Regions from separate parts of the Drosophila melanogaster genome. Here region 2 is linked to region 1. Evidence: chromatin contacts called from public Hi-C data. All regions are on one chromosome and are shown on one strand. The core of a region is the stretch at or near the end of the contact, and the rest is flanking DNA. Distances in the headings are between cores, read along the strand shown. Region 1 has its middle 9.0 kb from the start of lncRNA:CR40341. Region 2 overlaps nolo (no long nerve cord).

Region 1 (4,651 bases), core at 1,357-3,856:
ACTTAGACATATATAATGAAATACTTGATCGTTTAAAGCCCACACGTTTGATAGATATTCCACTTCGAATTAAGCTCTAAGCTCTACATAGACTTTATTCATTTGCTACTAATTATTAATTTTTATGTTTCTTTGCTCAATAGCCATTCGACTTGTGCATTTTTAATTGTGTGTCTGAGGTCAATAAAAGACAAAAGTACACCATTCGTTCTTCGAAAAAGATGCATAAATAATGTATAAGTATACCTGCTTTGTATCTGTAACTACGATACACTCCCTAATAGAAACAACAAAGTTGTAAAAACAAATCTCGGCCTAGCCGCACTAACAACAAAACCCATGGAAAAACATTTATACACCGAGCCAGGCCGCAGGTTAAATGTATGCAAATATAAACAGCGTGTGAAAGATATGGCCAAAGGGCACAAGGTGGGCGGGGCTGAGGGCGTTGGGGGGCGGCAGAGGCGGTGGGCGTGGCACCTTACTTGTAACCGCCTTGAGCGGTACTTATGCCAATGTTCTCGCTCTCTGCCAGTGCTCGCCTCAAGTGCCTACTCCACTTCATTGTTACACTTGCCATCCCCATCACGAATGTGTGTGTTTTAGCGCAGGGTATAACATGGGTATGATGGAATAGATATAATCTGACCTGCATAACCTAGCACTTATCTAGGTTTATAGGTGTAAGGTTATGCAACTGCGTAAGTGGTCAATCACAATAATCCTAGGAATTCTAGGAAGGATGCAATCGATCCTTAAGCATCCATTTGGACAATAAGTTCATTATTAAAACATAGTGACTGATTAAAAAGGTAATGAAGAGGGAAATACACTTTTTAAAAACCCAATTTAACCTACTGGGAAAAACCTTCGGCGTAACCCTTAAGTGAGAAGGCACAGCTGCTTACTTAGAACATTTGCCGCATGTCCTCAAGCTGATTAGTGTATGCCGTGGCATTTTGATTGCCTGCCTCGGCAGCCTGCTCCTTGAACACCTGTTGTGCCAGGACCTTTTTTTGCCTCTTTCCGACAACGCTTCTGGGCCTGTTGGATAGGTAAGAAGGCGAGAGCAATCGAGCGCGTAGCGCAATAAATTAAATAAAAACAATTGGCGGAAGCTTGGAAATTATTAATAAAAACAAACCAAATCCAACCGATCCGCCGAACTCAATTCATTTGGTATGCATGACTTATGGCCGCCGACGATGATTTGCTTTTAGAAATTTAATTAGCGCTAAAATACTGTTGGCAAAAGTTATTGGCGGGCGCAAGACGACAAAAGTCGCGTATAAATCGTAAACTTTTTAGGGTCTCATTTATTTACTTTGGCAGGTTGGACCACTTAGATGGCGGGAAAGCGCAGCCATCGCAAATTAGTCCATAAAAGTTATGAGTTTATAAGCGTGAGCCGTTAAATTGAAATCGGTCTGAGCGAAATGAATATTTTATTCGGTCCAAACAAAGTAAACCGAAATGAGTCGGTCAAAAAAATGATATCAACGAAATCAATTAAAAAAGGCAAAAGGTTTTGACCAGTTGTTAGCGGAAAATTGTTTTTAAAACGAAAAGTTTGTTTGTGTGACAATCACGCGAAGTGGATTTAACCACTTGTATGAAAATACACATTTAATAAACATTTAAGTTGACAGCGAATGGTTGGAATTGATGGAATGAAATGTATATTTTTTCCCATGGCAACTGTGCCCAAGTGAAAAACTGTTGTTGAAAGCTGAATATATCAAATATAAAATGGTATTCAGGGAAAAGTGAACTGCAAGGAATTGTTTTTTGGTTTTTGTAGCTGAAGAATAATATCCTAAGAATTTAATTGCTAAATTTGGATTAGCTTAAACTCGGTTCAACACTATAATCCACCGTCTTATTTATTCTCTGAGATATTTCAATCACTCAGCAGATTGACATTCACTTGGCCAGCTTCTTTTGTCATTAATCAACACCTTTTTGCCGGTTTGTGAAACACCTTTATCCCATTTCCAGGCAAAGTTGACATTCTATTAGTCAGGGCAAAAACAGCAAACCAAAGTCGGAAACTACAAATGGAAAATTCTTGCCGCTCATTTGCATAAAGCGACCATAAAACAAAACCCTAACAAAAATCGAACAAAAAGTGAAAGCCCGAAAAAAACGAGAACGAAAAAAACGAGGCAAAATCCGTAAGGAACCGCAGTGGTAACTTCATTTATCAAGTGTGCAGAATCTACCGAGCCTCTCGAACACATCTAATGATAAATTGCCCAGCACTGAGCGGACCACATGTCGTATGATTGACGTGTGCTCTAATGCCCAGCCTCGGCTTGTGTCCCATGACCCCCCATTTCCGACTGCTGCAGTGCCTCCTGCCTTTCCTGCCCAATCCCCCGCATAACTATGCAAAATCGCAGCCAAACTATTTATAATATTTTAAGCCCTGCCCCCCCATCACACCCCCCATCACACCCCCCATCAATCTGCCTGCCTCATATTAGTTATGCAGGCGGGGCTGCGTTGATGAGAAAATGCAAATTAGTTACTAACTTTGCCACAGCCCGCTACTCATGGAGTAAATAGCAAAAAAGTGCAAAAATAAGGGATGCAACGCAGGGGGTAGGAAATGTGGTGAGGGGCGGGGCCAGTTTGCATCGCCATCACCTGCTCTTCATCAGTGTCACAGACAGCCGAAAAGTATGCAAACATTTTTCGCACTTTATAATTAAACAACTCAAAAGACAAAGAAGACTTAAAGGCGTTGCCGGCTCCCTTCCTTTCGTCCTTGCGTCCTGTCGTCCCCTCGCTCCCCCTTTCTGCCGCCCTGTTAACCAAGACTGGCAACATTTGCACTGTAATGAACTTTTGCAATAAACTGCGCCGCAATTTTTCGCTGACAAAGTTTGGCCCCTTCCCCCAAAACCCAAACCCAAACCCAGACCCAGACCCATCATTTCGCATGGACACTCGAAGGAGGAGCTCGGAGAAAGTGCGACTGAAGTGGGGCTAGTGGGGCGGAAGTGGGGGCGGCATTCTGTGCCTTTGCTTATTTGTTTTGTTGCGTCTCTTATTTCCGGATAGCTGCGCATTTTTATTGCGCTCAAAAAGTATATGCAAGTTCAAATGTCAAACTACTTAAAAACTTATTGTTAGCAGAAGTACAGAAGTACAGAAGTACGGCGGGACTAGACAAAACTAGCTAAGGATGGTAGGGGGCAGAATGACATGCGGATGCGGATGACTCCCACAACGAATGGTGATTGCCCTTAGCAACACTACGCAGAAATCTTTAAATGAAATCAAACATTTTTTTAGTAGATCAATTTAAAAAAAAAAAAGAAAAGTGTGTTTTGCTTTTATTCAAGTGCAAGTCGGATTAATATTTTGATAGCAAGCTTATCAAGCGATATCTTTAGCACCCCTGATTATAACCATTTTAAAAGCTTAACAGCCGTCTTACCCATCCGCAGCTCTTTCTCCAGCAATATTCCAAGGAAGTCAAGCGGATCGCGACAAGTTTTTCGGGCAAATTGCAAAAACCGGCAACGAAAGTCAAACATTTTCAATAAAACTGCACAAATTATTTGTCATCTGTGAGCGTCTCTGTGGGATGAGCTGGATGCCATGCGAAATCCACTTCACACAGAGAGAAAGATAACCGCACCACGTAGCTCTGAACACGTTTCAAGTTTTCACTTTAACTGCAAATCAAAATGTATTTAAATGCATTTGGTCGTGATGGGTGTACGGCCCCAGTCTCCCCAAAACCAGGACCTACCACCTCAAGTCCCCATTCCGCATCCGCATCCAGTTCCCCTGCTGTTGAGCTCCAGTGAGCTCCTCTCCTGGCAGTCGCCTTCACCTTTTTGGTGGCACAAATAGACATTGTTGACTTTGCATAATAATTGAGTTTAACTACTGCAAAATGGGAAATGGAATCGGGAGCGAGTAGAAAGAGCAGTTCGAGCCTGGCTGCCCGGGTCTTGGGGGTGTGAGTTTAGCTGCTTGGATGGGTTTTGTTTGTGGTTGAAGAAGCCCAACCAGCCGAGAGTCAAAGCCAACTGAAGGACATGCATCCACCCATCCACCTAGCCAACTATCCACCTAACCAACCGCCCATCCGAAATCCAGCCTCAATCTCCCTCAACACACACAGTGAGTGTGTGGCATCGAAATTTTTGGAAATTTCCTCTGAAGATACGAGAGGGGCGGGGCAACCCCTGTTTCCAACCAAACACGCACACACACACACCAACACCCAACGCTCATCTGCAAAACAAACTTGGGCATAGTGCAAACTGCTCACGCACCATCTACCCATATCGCAGGATCGAAGGATCAGGAGTGGCAGGAGTGGTTGCCTCCCCTTGCGGTAACCAGCCACAGTCTGTGGTGAAAAGTAAACGGCAGACGCCATCAAGAAGGCTACAAGTCTAGTTGACACTGCTGGTGGATTTACGGGGTATTTTACGTATAGCCCACTGAAATTCGATATGATTCGCCCTTCCAATTGCCAATTGATTGCACGACACTCGAATTGCAATCCACATTGGCAAGTGCAATTAGAAAGTGGCAAACGTTTTCGGAAAATAAATTTAATGAGCTACTGGCATGCCTTAAATTACACACGTTGAATATAAGCTTGGGCACTGTTCATGATTTATAT
Region 2 (4,651 bases), core at 891-3,390, 1.5 Mb before region 1:
GCCCACTTTTATATCAGCATTAGTATTAAAGTCATTCAAAAAAGATAGCGTTCAATATTAATAATTTTTAAAAGATTAAATAAGGTACGTATAGTAATATTATTCCCGTTACTTGTAGGGTAACGTTTGTTTCCGACCCTATAAAGTATATAAAGTATACGTATACCACAAGCCGCCCAAAACTGTTACACTTTTTTAATTCCGTTTATTATACCCGTTACTCGTGGAGATTCGTTAAAAAAGATGTAACATGCTGAAGGAAGCGTTTCCGAATATATAAAGAATATATATTCTTGATCATGATTAATAGCCGAGTCGAGATCTCAGGAACTATAAAGCCTAGAAGGTTGAGATTCAGCACACAGACTCAAAGACGCAGCGCAAATTTGTCGATCCATATTGCCACGCCCACTCTAACGCCCCAAAGCCGTCCAAAACTGCCACGGCCGAACTTTTGAAAAATGTTTAGATTTTTCTTCGTTTTGTTGTTTGTCTTGAAGCCACTGAAGCCACGCCCCTAGTTTCACCTACAAAAAAGGTTACGAATTTGTTTGCATTTTATTCACCGATATCTATCGATATCCAAGAAAAATTATGCAAATTCGCGTTCACATTTACACTAGCTGAGTAACGGGTATCTGATATTTTTCCCAATTTCTATTGATCTGCCATAAAAATATTGAAACTTCGCGTCCGCACTTCCACTAGCTGAGAAACTTCCCTTTCTTGTTTTCAAGAAAGCACATTTCTACAAGAAAGGGTAATAATTTAAACATTTCTTAATACTGGTACTTCACGTATTTATTGCCGTTCTAAATACTTTTTACAGTTGTAAATTCATTAGAAAATATAAGCTTTTGATTCTTTTGCGGAAACAATTGATATAAAAAGCCTAGCTCAATTTATTAATCCTAAGTGATGAAAACTCACAGTTGGCAATAAGATGAAAGATATCCCAGCTTTGAGCCCCTCTAGTTAGAAGCGGAAATTCTTCGAAAAGAATGAAATAAAGTCGTACCGACATTTGATAACCTGTCACGTATAAAATAAAATAATAGAATAAAAAAATAATTGCAGTTGTCCAAACAGAAATGGATAATTGAGCCCAATTGAATTCATGAAATGTGCAAGAGGGGTACCCAGCGCCAAACATGAGTAAAAGCATTTCGATGTTCTTAGCAACTCCTCCCTTTTAGCCTGAGTTGAACCACACTGTGACCCTTAATTAAAGGGTGGACCAAGCGCTGAAAATCCCCTAAGGACTCCATATACTCAACAGTGCACTGCAGTTAACATTTGTCACTTAAATGTTAAAAACCAAAATAAAGTTTACACAAAATGTGTAAAACATACACATCGTAATTACAGCCGGTCAGAGCCATCATTGACTAGGTCACTGGAGTATGTAAGTTAACCACCCGGAACGACACTAGAAATAGAACAAGAGAAAAAGCTAAGTTTATTTCCCCGACTATCAGATTTCCCCGTTACTCGCCTAGTGGAAATAAGAAGTCGAAATTGTATCATTTGGTATATCATTCTGGGATATCGATAGATATTGGCGAATAAAATGAGAAAAAGGCAATGCATTTCAAACAAAAACAGGAGAGAATGCTGTAGTCAAGTTCCCCGAGTATCAGATACCCGTTACTCAGCTAGTTGGAATGCGAACGCGAAATTTCATCATTTTTATATTGATAAATAAAATGAGAAATAACTTACAAATGGTTTAAATGTGTTAGCGTGACCGTTTTATTGGTGAAAGGATGGGGGTAGCCACATTGTTTTTGGTATACCGATAAAAATTGGCCAGATAAGAATTGGCAAATAAAATTAATATAAAATTATGAAAAATATCCAAAAAATTGTCAAAAATGTAGGCGTGCAGTTTTGGGTGGTTTGTGGGCGTTAGAGTGGGAGTGGCAGCATGGTCGTAACCTCCAAGCTTTTATAGTTCCTGAGATCTCGACGTTCATAAGGACGGACCGACATACGGACAGATCAAGAAGATACGTATATATATATATATGTATATGTAAACAATGATGGTCATGGCAGCGCGATAACACATGCGGCAACACTGCAGGAAACTATCGATTGGATTTGAAAAGCAGTTGGCTGCAATGATCGAAGAAGCAGTTGCAGATCTTGAAGATAGATTAAAGTCGTCAAGTATTTAGAAGTCGTCGAGGACTTCAGAGGGTCAGTCGTGTCGGAGGGTCAGTCTTCGCCAAGTAGTCAAGTCGTGAAGTTGCAGAAGAGAAGTCGAAAAGAACGCACATAAGACAAGAGTTGTGAAAAAGCGGATAAGTCGGTCGGAAACGATTAGTCAAGTCGGACAGTCGTTGACAATGGAAGCATTGTTGCGTGAAGTTCAGTCTGTCAAATATTACACATGTGTTAATTCTCATAAACTTAACTTTGTTATAATAAATAAATATTACTTTAATATTACAAATATTAATATATATGGTCGGTTCCTTCTGCCTGTTACATACTTTTTACCAAATCTAGTATACCATTTTATCACTCTTTAACATTTATTTCAGCACGATTTATTCAAATATTTATTCGCACATCGATGTTCTATTAAAGCGGGCATAATGTATGCATTTATTTATTAATTTATAGCCTTACAGCAGCTCAAAGAAGCTGGGGTCGGAAAAATCGAAATTTTGAAATTTGAAAGCTGGAATCGTTTGCCCATTTTTTGCCCATGTTTGCCCACCAATTAGTTTTTTTTGCCCACGTCCAGTTTTTGAGATATGAATTTTCGAAAAAGTTCGAAAATTTTCGAAAATCAAAAATTTCGCTTTTTTCAATTTTTTTTTTTAATCGCAATAACATCGTTTGTCCACCCTTTAGAATTTTGAAAAAATTTATACTTAGAAAATATAAGGCTTTTATGTTTACCTCGGTCTATTCAGAGAGTAAATCGTTTTCCCATCTCTTAAAACCAAATATTATTAACAAAAAACGTTTGCCCAACCATTATTATTAGTTTTCATCGTTTGCCCACCCTTTAAAAAACCTTTAAAAAAAATTTTTCGATTGCCCACATTTAAAATACATCCAATTTCGTTAGCCCACCTCTTTAAAATAAAAATTTCCAATAAAAAACGTTTGCCCACCATTTAAAAATAAATAATTTCGATTGCCCACCTTTTAAAACTAAATATTGCTATTAATCAATAGCAATCGAAATTATTTATTTTTAAATGGCGGGCAAACGTTTTTTATTGGAAATTTTTATTTTAAAGAGGTGGGCTAACGAAATTGGATGTATTTTAAATGTGGGCAATCGAAAAAAAAAATTTTTAAAGGTTTTTTAAAGGGTGGGCAAACGATAAAAACTAATAATAATGGTTGGGCAAACGTTTTTTGTTGATAATATTTGGTTTTAAGAGATGGGCAAACGATTTACTCTCTGAATAGACCGAGGTAAACTGAAAAGCCTTATATTTTCTAAGTATAAATTTTTTCAAAATTCTAAAGGGTGGGCAAACGATGTTATTGCGATTAAAAAAAAAAATTGAAAAAAACGAAATTTTTGAAAAAATTTTCGAAAATTCATATCTCAAAAACTGGACGTGGCCAAAAAAACTAATTGGTGGGCAAACATGGGCAAAAAATGGGCAAACGATTCCAGCTTTAAAATTTCAAAAATTCGATTTTTCCGACCCCAGCTTCTTTGAGCTCCTTACAGCTGTGTTCATAAAATAGCAGTGCTTGAGACCTGCGAGTTTAGGATAAAAAAATCATATAATTTACAGTTTTAATGGGCAAATTTTTTTATAATATCATTGGGTATTTAATTTTAAACAATAATTTCGAAATATAGATTAAAAAAACATAATAGGCATAAATTCTGGTGTTCACTGAAATAGCAGTGCTATGAAAAAATAAGAACAAAGTTCAGAACGAACTTAGTTTTTTTTTAATGTGTAAATTATCTAATTATCTAATACTTGGTTGGATAGCCTCTGTTAGCCAACACAGGCTTACACCTACGCGGTTTGGAGTCCGCCAAGTCCTGGTGGGGGGGGGGGGAATTTATATCATGCATTCTGCAAAACTTGCCATATCTGAGCCTTAGACGTCGGGGAGTTCTTCGACACATATTGTTTAACGTCCCCCTACAGGTTTTCATTCGGGTTTAAATCAGAAGATGGTGCTGGCCACGGCATTGCATCTATTCTATTTTGGGTGAATCTGTTCTTAGCCGATTTGCTTGTGTGTTTCGGATCATTATCCTGTTGGAATGTCGATTTTAAGGACATATTCCATTCAGTACATAACAGTAAGACATCACTAAGTATATTTACATATGCTTTTTGGTCTATAATACCATAAATCATATGTTTTGGACTAATACCATTGTAAAAAACAATCAAGCCCAGGATGTTAGGTCCACCATAATTAAAAGTCTAGTGGGAGTTTTGGGTGGTACTCCGTGTTTGGAGATCGTCGGACATACTGTCGTACCCATCAGTCCAAAGGATATTACTCAATATCCCAATATGCCTTGGGCTAAGTAGGACTCCTTGACTTAAATTTTGATTCAGTAGTCGTCTCTTAATAGTAACGTCGCTGATTCCCAAGTTCAGCTCAGACTTTATATCCCTAAAGGATGCAAAAGGATTGACTTTGC

What was found. Hi-C and Micro-C count contacts between places; a contact is called where the count stands out from the background.
Region 2: a contact with region 1 is called in a Hi-C map of the Kc167 cell line, with 2.0 times the contacts expected there. The contact joins two enhancer-like sites. A contact is called at or near these places in 3 of 107 Hi-C or Micro-C datasets (the Kc167 cell line and wing imaginal disc).

What each region holds. Positions count from the first base shown.
Region 1 is chr2L:20,236,701-20,241,351 of dm6, reverse strand. No RefSeq gene overlaps it. Among named protein-coding and RNA genes, the nearest start is that of lncRNA:CR40341, 9.0 kb to the left of the region's middle. Within about 2 kb of position 2,606, at least 19 of the 39 cell types and tissues checked have an H3K27ac peak or open chromatin away from gene starts, as enhancers often do. A contact at or near this core is called in the Kc167 cell line, where this site is marked.
Region 2 is chr2L:21,705,765-21,710,415 of dm6, reverse strand. All of the region lies in intron 7 of nolo (no long nerve cord), which reads right to left. Among named protein-coding and RNA genes, the nearest start is that of nolo, 24 kb to the right of the region's middle. Within about 2 kb of position 2,140, at least 8 of the 39 cell types and tissues checked have an H3K27ac peak or open chromatin away from gene starts, as enhancers often do. A contact at or near this core is called in the Kc167 cell line, where this site is marked.